Linked DNA regions of Mus musculus: region 1 is linked to region 2. The links are chromatin contacts, called in public HiChIP or PLAC-seq maps. All regions are on one chromosome and are shown on one strand. Each heading gives the region's core, a stretch centred on a gene start, on an enhancer-like site or on the middle of the called end of the contact. The rest is flanking DNA. Distances are from core to core; before and after follow the strand shown. Region 1 overlaps Lhfpl3 (lipoma HMGIC fusion partner-like 3). Region 2 overlaps Lhfpl3 (lipoma HMGIC fusion partner-like 3).

What was found. HiChIP or PLAC-seq counts read pairs in DNA pulled down with a chosen protein or histone mark.
Region 1: a contact with region 2 is called in an H3K27ac HiChIP or PLAC-seq map of neural progenitor cells, with 9 times the contacts expected there. The contact joins two enhancer-like sites. A contact is called at or near these places in 1 of 484 Hi-C or Micro-C datasets (nephron progenitors) and 2 of 115 datasets of contacts at active chromatin or transcription factors (embryonic stem cells and neural progenitor cells).

The regions. Positions count from the first base shown.
Region 1 is chr5:23,222,786-23,227,168 of GRCm38.p6, reverse strand. All of the region lies in intron 2 of Lhfpl3 (lipoma HMGIC fusion partner-like 3), which reads right to left. Among named protein-coding and RNA genes, the nearest start is that of Gm17434, 89 kb to the left of the region's middle. Within about 2 kb of position 1,983, at least 110 of the 459 cell types and tissues checked have an H3K27ac peak or open chromatin away from gene starts, as enhancers often do. A contact at or near this core is called in neural progenitor cells, where this site is marked.
Region 2 is chr5:23,033,256-23,037,703 of GRCm38.p6, reverse strand. The region is part of intron 1 of Lhfpl3 (lipoma HMGIC fusion partner-like 3); the gene reads right to left. Among named protein-coding and RNA genes, the nearest start is that of Gm17434, 280 kb to the left of the region's middle. Within about 2 kb of position 2,088, at least 18 of the 459 cell types and tissues checked have an H3K27ac peak or open chromatin away from gene starts, as enhancers often do. A contact at or near this core is called in neural progenitor cells, where this site is marked.

The sequences.
Region 1 (4,383 bases), core at 734-3,233, 190 kb before region 2:
TGTGTACCTCCATACTGGGATTGTCATGTGCTGGGGATGGAACCCAGGGCTTCATGCATGCTAGCCAAGCACTCTAACAACTGAGGCACATCGCAGCCCAGAACTTCAAAGTCTAAAAACTATTTTTTTTCCCCAGTGGTGTTACAATGACTCTACTTTTGGGCCCTTCTGGAAAGTGCCTGTAGATGTGGGAGAAGAAGCAGCAAAGGCAGCCACACGTGGGTGTCTGTGTTCTGGGTTATGCAGGACAATTGAAAGAAAGAGCTACTGCAGGATGGATTTAGCCTTCTCAGCAACAGGGAGCAGCCGCCTCTGAAGGACTGAACATTGATAGCTTCCTAGGAGCTCCTTCAGCAAGTCAATTTCCACACAGCAAAACTCCTTATCTGATCTGAGAGTTGTCTTGACAGACACATATGCAGTTCTTCCCGGTAAGCTAGACTTCCTGGTTTGCCAAGCGTGTTTCTGGACTAAGTAATGCAAAGGCTCTGAGAATCCTTCAAAAGGATTAACCCTGCAAAGTCTCAGCTAACAATCACTGATAAAAGGCCACTTCAAAGCTGAGGTGCCATCCCTCCAGGTTCCTGCCAGATGCAAGGGTTCTGCTACAACTCTGCTACACATGGGGCCAGACCTCCAGCCTATGACGTTTCTCAGTATCTCTCAGGAGAGACAGACTCTCTGGGAGCTGGGATCTGTCTGGAAATCCCAGGCTTGCTTGCCCAGCAGTGCACATCTTTTAAAAAATGATATATCATTATTATTAAAATTTTACCTCAGAGACACATGTCACTGTGATTTCCCCTACAGGGGTTGCAAGGGTTAATTTTTCAAAGGGAAAACCTGGATACTTAACAGATTCTTTCAGGCCTGGTAAGAAGTTAAAATAATGTTCATTTCCAACTTCAGAGAGAAGGCTAACCACTGAGGAGAAAGCTCCTTTTCTCCAGAGTAAAGTTTGCTAAATGGAAGCTTGTGGGTTTCCTTCTTGTCCGAAACTTACAATTTTCCCGCTGCTCTCTGCTGAGCTGCTATGTGTCTGTAGGGGTGGAGCCAGAAACCACTTTTGAAATAAATAGAGAGTTGCAATCTTCTGCCTTGGACATTTGCAAATCATTGCGTGGCAGTGGATCTCAAAATCAGAGGCCTCAACTGTCAGTAGGCCAGCATTTGGGACCTACTGCTAGAGTGTTTAATTCCTAGATCCGAAGCTCAATAATTTACATTTCAGACAAGCTTCCAGATGAGAGTGTCACTCTTCTGGAGGCTGCATTTGGAAAACAATTAAAACAATTAAGTTTTCTGTCAGTCAGGGACAACCTACTTACTCTTCCCGGGAAGTCCCCAGGACCAGCGCCTGTCAGTGTGGAAGGGCAAGAGTGGGCCCTGTATTGGCGCCCAGGCACCAGGCGACCTCAGGACTCTCTAGCATGCTGACACCCACGTTCTATGGGCTGCCTCTTTTGAATCTTGAAGGCTCAGTTTGTTTTCAGGCCTCCCCTAAAAAGACGGAAAAAAAAAAAAAAAAAGAACTGGACGAATCTAGAGCCTTCCATAGGTTCTGGAATTTTTCTGGAGTAACTGTAAATGCGAAATTGGGCAGATTTCCCTGTGGCATGGATTAACTTTAGAGGATCCATTTCTGAAACGAGGCTGCATAGTCACATGGTGAAAACTCACCAAGCCCTTTCATCTGGCTGACATTTCAGTGGTCTCAGCCCTCAGCCGCAGTGCCCCCTTTCTTCCATCTAGGAAGAATTTCAGGCTGAGCCAGTGGTTCTCACAGGAGCTCATCTTTCCTCCTTCCCCCCACCCCCCATTCCTTTTTTTTTTTTTTTTTTTTAACCCACCTTTCCTCACCTGCAGTTCTCAGTTTCTCCACTTGAGGTCTCACTAGGACAGCGATTTTCTTAGTCCTCGGCTGTTTAGGACGGATTTGGAACAAGCCTTGGGGGTGGCTGGGCAGGGGCGGTGGGTGTGGGGGTGAGGGATGGGTGTGTGGTGGGGGAGAAGCCATCTCTGCCTAACTCATAGCTGGCTTGATTGATTTGTTCAGGGAGCTCTCTGGTTAAAGAAGGATTAAGCAAGGAGTCGTCCTCAGTGGGACGAATGGCCTTGCAAGGCTTCCTGAAGGGGCCATTTTCCTTTTTCGGACAGTGTCACAGCTGTCCTATGTGGAGAACTAGTAACGCTAGGACATTGATTGTGGCTAAGAAAAGACTGGTAGATCATTTCTCCAAGTTCTAGTCGCTATCCTCTCCACGTAACAGGGTGTGTCTGTCAGTCTTCAGGGACAGGGCAGCTTTAAAAGTCACTGCACACTTCCCTGACGGATGGATCGCTCCTCTGCCTCTGCTTGGCTAAAACTGTGGAGCTGAAATCCATCATGGCAATGCTTTCCTGGCTCACAGTTTTTTGTTTTGCTGTATTTACCCAGTGGCCTCTGAACCTAAGATGTACACACCAAATTAACTCTGTGACAGTCCATGTCTGGTCTGCTCCTCCCAGTCCCAGTCACTGTGCGACTCATGGAAGGTTCCTGCAGACTATTTTGGAAAAAAAAATTACATTTAAAGCTCAACATGGGGGCTGCAGAGATGCTCAGTGGTCAAGAGCACTGCCTACTTTTCTAATTCCCAGCAACCACATGGCAGCTCACAACTGTCTGTGACTCTAGCTCCAGGGGATCTGACACCCTCCCACAGACAGGTAGTCAAAACACCAAATGCACATAACATAAAAATAAATAAATTAAATAAAAAACTCAAATGGGCCAGAATGCTAAATTCAGTTATGATTCTTTGTCCTCTACAAAAGTTTGCCCAAAGGTGCCGTGCATTTGCTATGGAAAAAGACAGCCCATGAGAAGGACCATGCATATTTAGCCAACATCTGGATTTCATAATTGTGTGCACATGAAGGCAGAATTGAGGTGGATACTGACATGTGTGTTTCTATGATTGCCTGTTTGGCTTTTAGATTATTTTCTGTTGCAGGGTTTCTGGTCTCTTTAAGAACACACTATAGGGGAACTGGAGAGATGTCTCATCGATCATAGAGATGTCTCACTGCTCCTCCAGAGGTCCTGAGTTCAGTTCCCAGCAACCACAGGGTGCCTCACAACCATCTGCAGTGGGATCTGATGCCCTCCTCTGGTGTGTCTGAAGATGTGTGTACTTACATACATAAATCAAATAAATAAATAAATCTTAAAAAAACATCCTGGAAAAGAGAGACGGTGGCGTTCACCTGCCGGGTTCCAGCGCTCAGCTAATGAGCAGCCTCCTGGGAAACGGACGCCAGCCTATCTGGGCATTTCCTGAAATGTTTCCGTACTGCATGAAGAAATCAGATGCTTCGACTTGAAACGTGCGTGTCTATGTGAGTTTGAAGGACCAGGTAAAGCAGGTTTTTTACTTGTACTTTTCCTTCTTGGGCCTTGCTGTTCTTTCGTTAGTAACTGAACACTAGTTTGTTTCCTCCCCGCCCCCTGGCAGTCCTGACTTTTTTGCACAGCCTGACTTTCCGATAACTTCCTGTGGAAAATGCAGGTGGAGGCGGACTCTCAACAAGCCCAATGAGCAAGTTAATGTTAATTAAGCAATTAATGAGCAAACTTGGCCCAAGGACTTCTTGCAGTCAGCTGGTCCCTACATCAATCCATGGTGTAGGGAGCCATATTACCTTTCTCCAGCTTACGGCAAAGCTGGAGTCCTTTCTGGGGATGCAGACTCACTCACTTTAATTTCTACCAAGTTGTGCTGGAACTCTGTATATGAAGTCTGTCCCAAGAGAAGGGAGCTCTGATGCCCACCACTCTCGATAGGATGCTTTGGGGAAAGATGGGGATGGGAGTTTAACCTGTTTCCTCTTGAGGCTACTGTCTCTCGTAAGGTCTCAGTCATCGTCTATAAATTAAGGGGTTTGAAACAAAAGATCCATCACTAATAACTTTTGGCTTTCTGCATGTCTAAATGGTGGTCTGGGGGTCTCAACACTGCATATTTTGAGTCCCAAACACTGGGCAGTGTTTCGTCAGCTGTTATGAGAACATCTTCATTTTAAAATTTTTATTATTCAGAAGATACAACTCAACAACTTCAAGACACACTAACACTTCAGCGAAATTGAGGACATGAGGAAGTTTCAAGCTTCAGACTGTAGTACGGTGTGTGCACACATGTGGGTGTGAAGACATGTGGGTGTGCACACATGTGGGTGTGAAGACATGTGGGTGTGCACACATGTGGGTGTGAAGACATGTGGGTGTGCACACATGTGGGTGCGCAGGTGTGTGGTGGGGAACAGACGATAAGACAGGATTAAACTTTATTTTATTTGGTCCTGGAAATTGAGCTTGGGCTTACTCATGCCAGGCAAGCA
Region 2 (4,448 bases), core at 839-3,338:
CTCAGATAAAAATCCACAGTTACCAGCAGCGTGGCACAAAAAATACATATCTTTAACTTTTGGAGTTATATTGATAATAAAGCCAATTTGGTATTTCACTCTGTCCGTGGCTCTTTAGGGATCCCCATGTTTGTTCAGAACATTGCTGCCCCAATGTAATATCAATGCCATTCACTGTCTAAACACTGACTTCCTTTGGTAATGGCCAAGTCATCACTCCTTGAGACTAGCATTGTTAATTCTGCTACTTCAAGATGCAGATCTATCTGCCTGTCTGTAAAGCCATCTTTCTCCATTTTAATTACCAGCCAAAAGCAGTCACAGCATGCTGGTATATAGAGGAAGGAACAGAAACGTAGGCCCAGAAACTGCACTTGAGACACGGCAAACATACACAGGGGATAAAAACAATTGACTTGAGAAAAGGACAGAACATAGGCACAGTGTGTGGGTAAATGGGGGGTGGAACAAGAGTTAGTGTCTACTTCTTGAAGGTGGAAGGGAAAGGGAAGTGCTGGAAGCAGCTGTAACAAGATTCTGATGTAGAAAATGTGCCATTTGTAAACAATTTGTACTTACACACACACACACACACACACACACACACACACTGTAAGGTTTCCTTAGCTTTACTTACATTGTAATCTGGCCTGTAAGGGCTGGTAGGGTAAGGGAGCGTATGATTGGAAGTTAGATGCTTATAGAATCAGAACAGAGGGGACTTTAAGAAAAATCATTTCCAGGCAGAGAGATATCCAAACCACTAGACATAAATGTTACCTCACTTCTTTTTCTATTTTCTGGAATGAGATTCTATAATCATACATATATATATATATATGATTATATATTTACTATATTTATTATATATTATACATATTTATTATATAAAATACATTACATATATATGATTATATATTATACATATACTAAATGCTTATGGGTGCCAAGAACCTCATTCAGAAGGTTATGAGTATATGGGATACCTTCATAGCTCACAAGGCAGGCAGACACAGCTCTCTTTACACCACAGATGAGAAGCTGAACTTTGGAGAAGTCAGCTGACTTGCCCAAAGTCAAACAGGTGTGACACAGGGGTACAGATACAAGTCCAATTTCCAACCCAGGCTGACCCCTCTGCCTTAGTTACTTTTCCATTGCTGTGACAAGACATCCTGACCAAGGTAACCTATAAAAGAAAGTGTTTATCCCAGGTTACAGTTTCAGAGGGCTAGAGTCCATGACCATCATGGTGAGAAGCATGGCAGCAGAAGGGCAGGCATGGTTCTGGAACCCTAGCTAAGAGCTCACATCTTGACACACTAGCTGGGAGAGAGCACTAACTGGGAATGGTCTGGGCTTTTGAAATCTCACAGCCCGCTCCCAGTGACACATCTCCTCCAAAGCGGCCCAATTTTCTCCAAACAGTTCCACTAACTGGGGACCACATCATCCAATATTTGAGCCTACAAGGCACATTCTCATTCAGACCACAATACTTTTTATAAGACACTGCTTTCCATCCCTGGGAAGCTCATTTCAGAGGATCCTGATTTTAAAAAGTCATTTGCTCATGCCAGGCTACTCAGACCCCTCTAGTCCTCGAACCATGTCTGCATATTTCAAACAAAAAAGTAAAAATAAAAAAAAAAACCAACCCCCAACCCCCGCCCCCCCCCCAAAAAAACCAACAACAACAACAACAAATCTGGACATTTTCATGATCTGGGAGACACCAGGTGTCCCCCCAGTGCTACCACGCTGAAGAAAAGGCCCAATGCACTCCTGCTTCCCAGATCCATTCTTAAACACTGTCACTGAGTAAGAGGCCCACTAACTACAGCGCACGAGGAATGGCAATCCGAGAGGACCTGAGGCTGCATACTCGTGGTTTCTGTTTGGATGCAAGTCAGGAGTTTCTTGGCACAAAGGGAATGGGCAGACCTTAGGTGCCATCCTAAGGTATTTTTAATGTGAGCATTGTCATGCAGGAAGTTGCTCCCAATTAAGCTTAAGTAGTGGGCAAAGAAGCGCTGTCTCCAGAGAGGCAGCATCACCTGGCTCTGAATAGAGACTGCTGGCACACAGCTTGACAGAATGAATCAGGCCTGTGGACTTGGGGCAATGCCAAGCAACAAATTAGTTCTGCATCTAGTCGATGAGGCTGTAATTTCCCTTTCTTGGCTGAAAGGAGGGGGTGAACTTTCATGGGCAAACGTTCTGAGAAATCCTCATAGGCAGGTGGAATGTCAAGTGTTCTGTGCTAGTCTGAGGGATTTGAAGGGTAAGCCCCATAAATACATTGTTTTAAACCATTTTAGATCTGAGATGGGCAAAGGGAAGATATTAAAGGCAGTTGTAGCCTTTCTTGGTAAGGGCCAATCCATAGGCTAGTAATGATCTTTGGGCAGGCTATCCCATGATAGTCTTGGCTAGTCTCACACTCAACAGCAATCTTCCTGCCTCAGTTTCCCAGGTGCTGGAATTTTTACTCTGTCTAATAGTTCTTACCCACCCCCTTTGTGTGTGTGTGTGTGTGTGTGTGTGTGTGTGTATTTACATGTGTAGGGGCAGATGTGTATGTATAGTTTGTACATGTGCATAGGTGTGTGTGTGTGTGTGTGTGTGTGTGTGAAAGAGGTGGGGAGGGGAAGAGGGAGAGAGGGGGAGGGGAAGGGGGAGATAGGGGGAGGGGAAGGGAGAGAGCGAGAGCTAGAGGGAGAGAGAGAGCGAGAGCAAGTACGAGTTATGTCAGGAATCTTCCCTAACAGCTCTTCAACCTTATTCTTTGAGTCAGGGTTACTTATCAGACATACTGCTAGTCACTTTAATGACCCCCTGCCTTTGCTTCATGAGCCTGGAATTATAGACATATAATTCCCCGCTGGGCACAAGCGTGGGTTCTGGGGTTCTGAACCACAGACCTCTTACTTGTGTGAAGAGTGTTTTGATGGTTGAATCATCTTGCTGGTATAATGTGTACATTTTCAAAGGGCAGATAAGAGAATAAAAAGATAATACAAAAGATTGTGTATGGTGGCCTAGAATATTTACTATCCAGCATTTCAGAGGAAAACTTTAGGAGCAGTCTCTGGCTTTAGACATTGGTTTTGTGGTCCCTCCTGGGCCTCCTACTGGGTGTGTGGTCACTGACACCAATTTCTGTCCCAGTCTTTTTTCCCTATTGAATGTTCCTTCCTCTAGTAAGCTAGTAGTCATCTTACACACTCAGACGCTTAGACATGCAGATTTTCCCTCTTCCTCCATATCTTACAAAAACTTGTAAGTCTTATGGGTGAATATAGATAGCCAGCATCCACTGATGCTCTATACCATGCTCTGTACTTTACATATATGATATCATTAATCCTCACAACAACTTTTGAGTCTAGAATAAGAACCATCTTATAAATCAACAACTCGAGGCTCCGATGGGATACTCACTTTTCCTAGCTCACCACTAATGAGGGCCAGAGGTACTCTAGAATGTTCTTTTGCATGTGCTTCATGGGCAAGATCATAGTGATCATATAGGCTAGGATAGACTGTGAACCCACAAATGTATCATTATAACACAGACTCGGGAGACAAACATGCCAACGAATACCTGACTCAAGTCAGTCCACCTCTTCTGTATATGCCTGTAAAATAATTATGTTGCTGGAGCTCTCAGAAACTCAACCACGCCTGCATGGAAAACAAAAGAGGCACCCACCCCACTTTCCTTTGTACTCGGCAAGCCAAGGGCAAGGGCCAAGATGAGGATTTGATTCACTGCCAGGCACAGATGTACCATGGAGCAGGTGCAAAGGCCCCTGGGAATGGGGGCTGAATACAGTCATGGTTCTGGGGTGAGGGATGGAGCCTTGTTAATCCTTTGAGCACCTTGGGTTCACACAGATCAGAGCGAGCGAGCTCTGGCAGCTATTCTATTCTTAAAGTTCTTCATCTCAAAATCCCAGCAGAAAGCATCCCAGGCAATCAAATCTTTGTCAAATGTCTACCAGGTTTTGAGCTCGATGAAGCTTGAAGTTTGAGGTCATGGAAAGAAATCACGTCACCACGGATCATGCTTCTCAGCAGGTCCATTAAACTGCAGCCTGCATCCACTATTCAAAGATCTGATAACTCCTCTCTATGGCTTGCTCCAAATTCACTCATTCCACAGCCCCTGCTGGGCTATGCAGTCTGGCTTATTTTTGTGGTGGCTGCTCCCTTGCCCCACTGCTTCACTATGAAGTGACCCTGATGTCACATGAAGATGGTTACTGATACTCTTAAAAGTCCTTTAAGATGGAGGCAGACTCACACTGAATCAAGTCACTGAGAAGTCTGATTTTTTTTTAAGCCAAACTACTCCCTGATAACATGAATCATTCATTTGACAGATTCTACTGTGGTGTTCCATAGAATCTTCAAAACACTCTCCGTGGTCACCTGTTTTCATT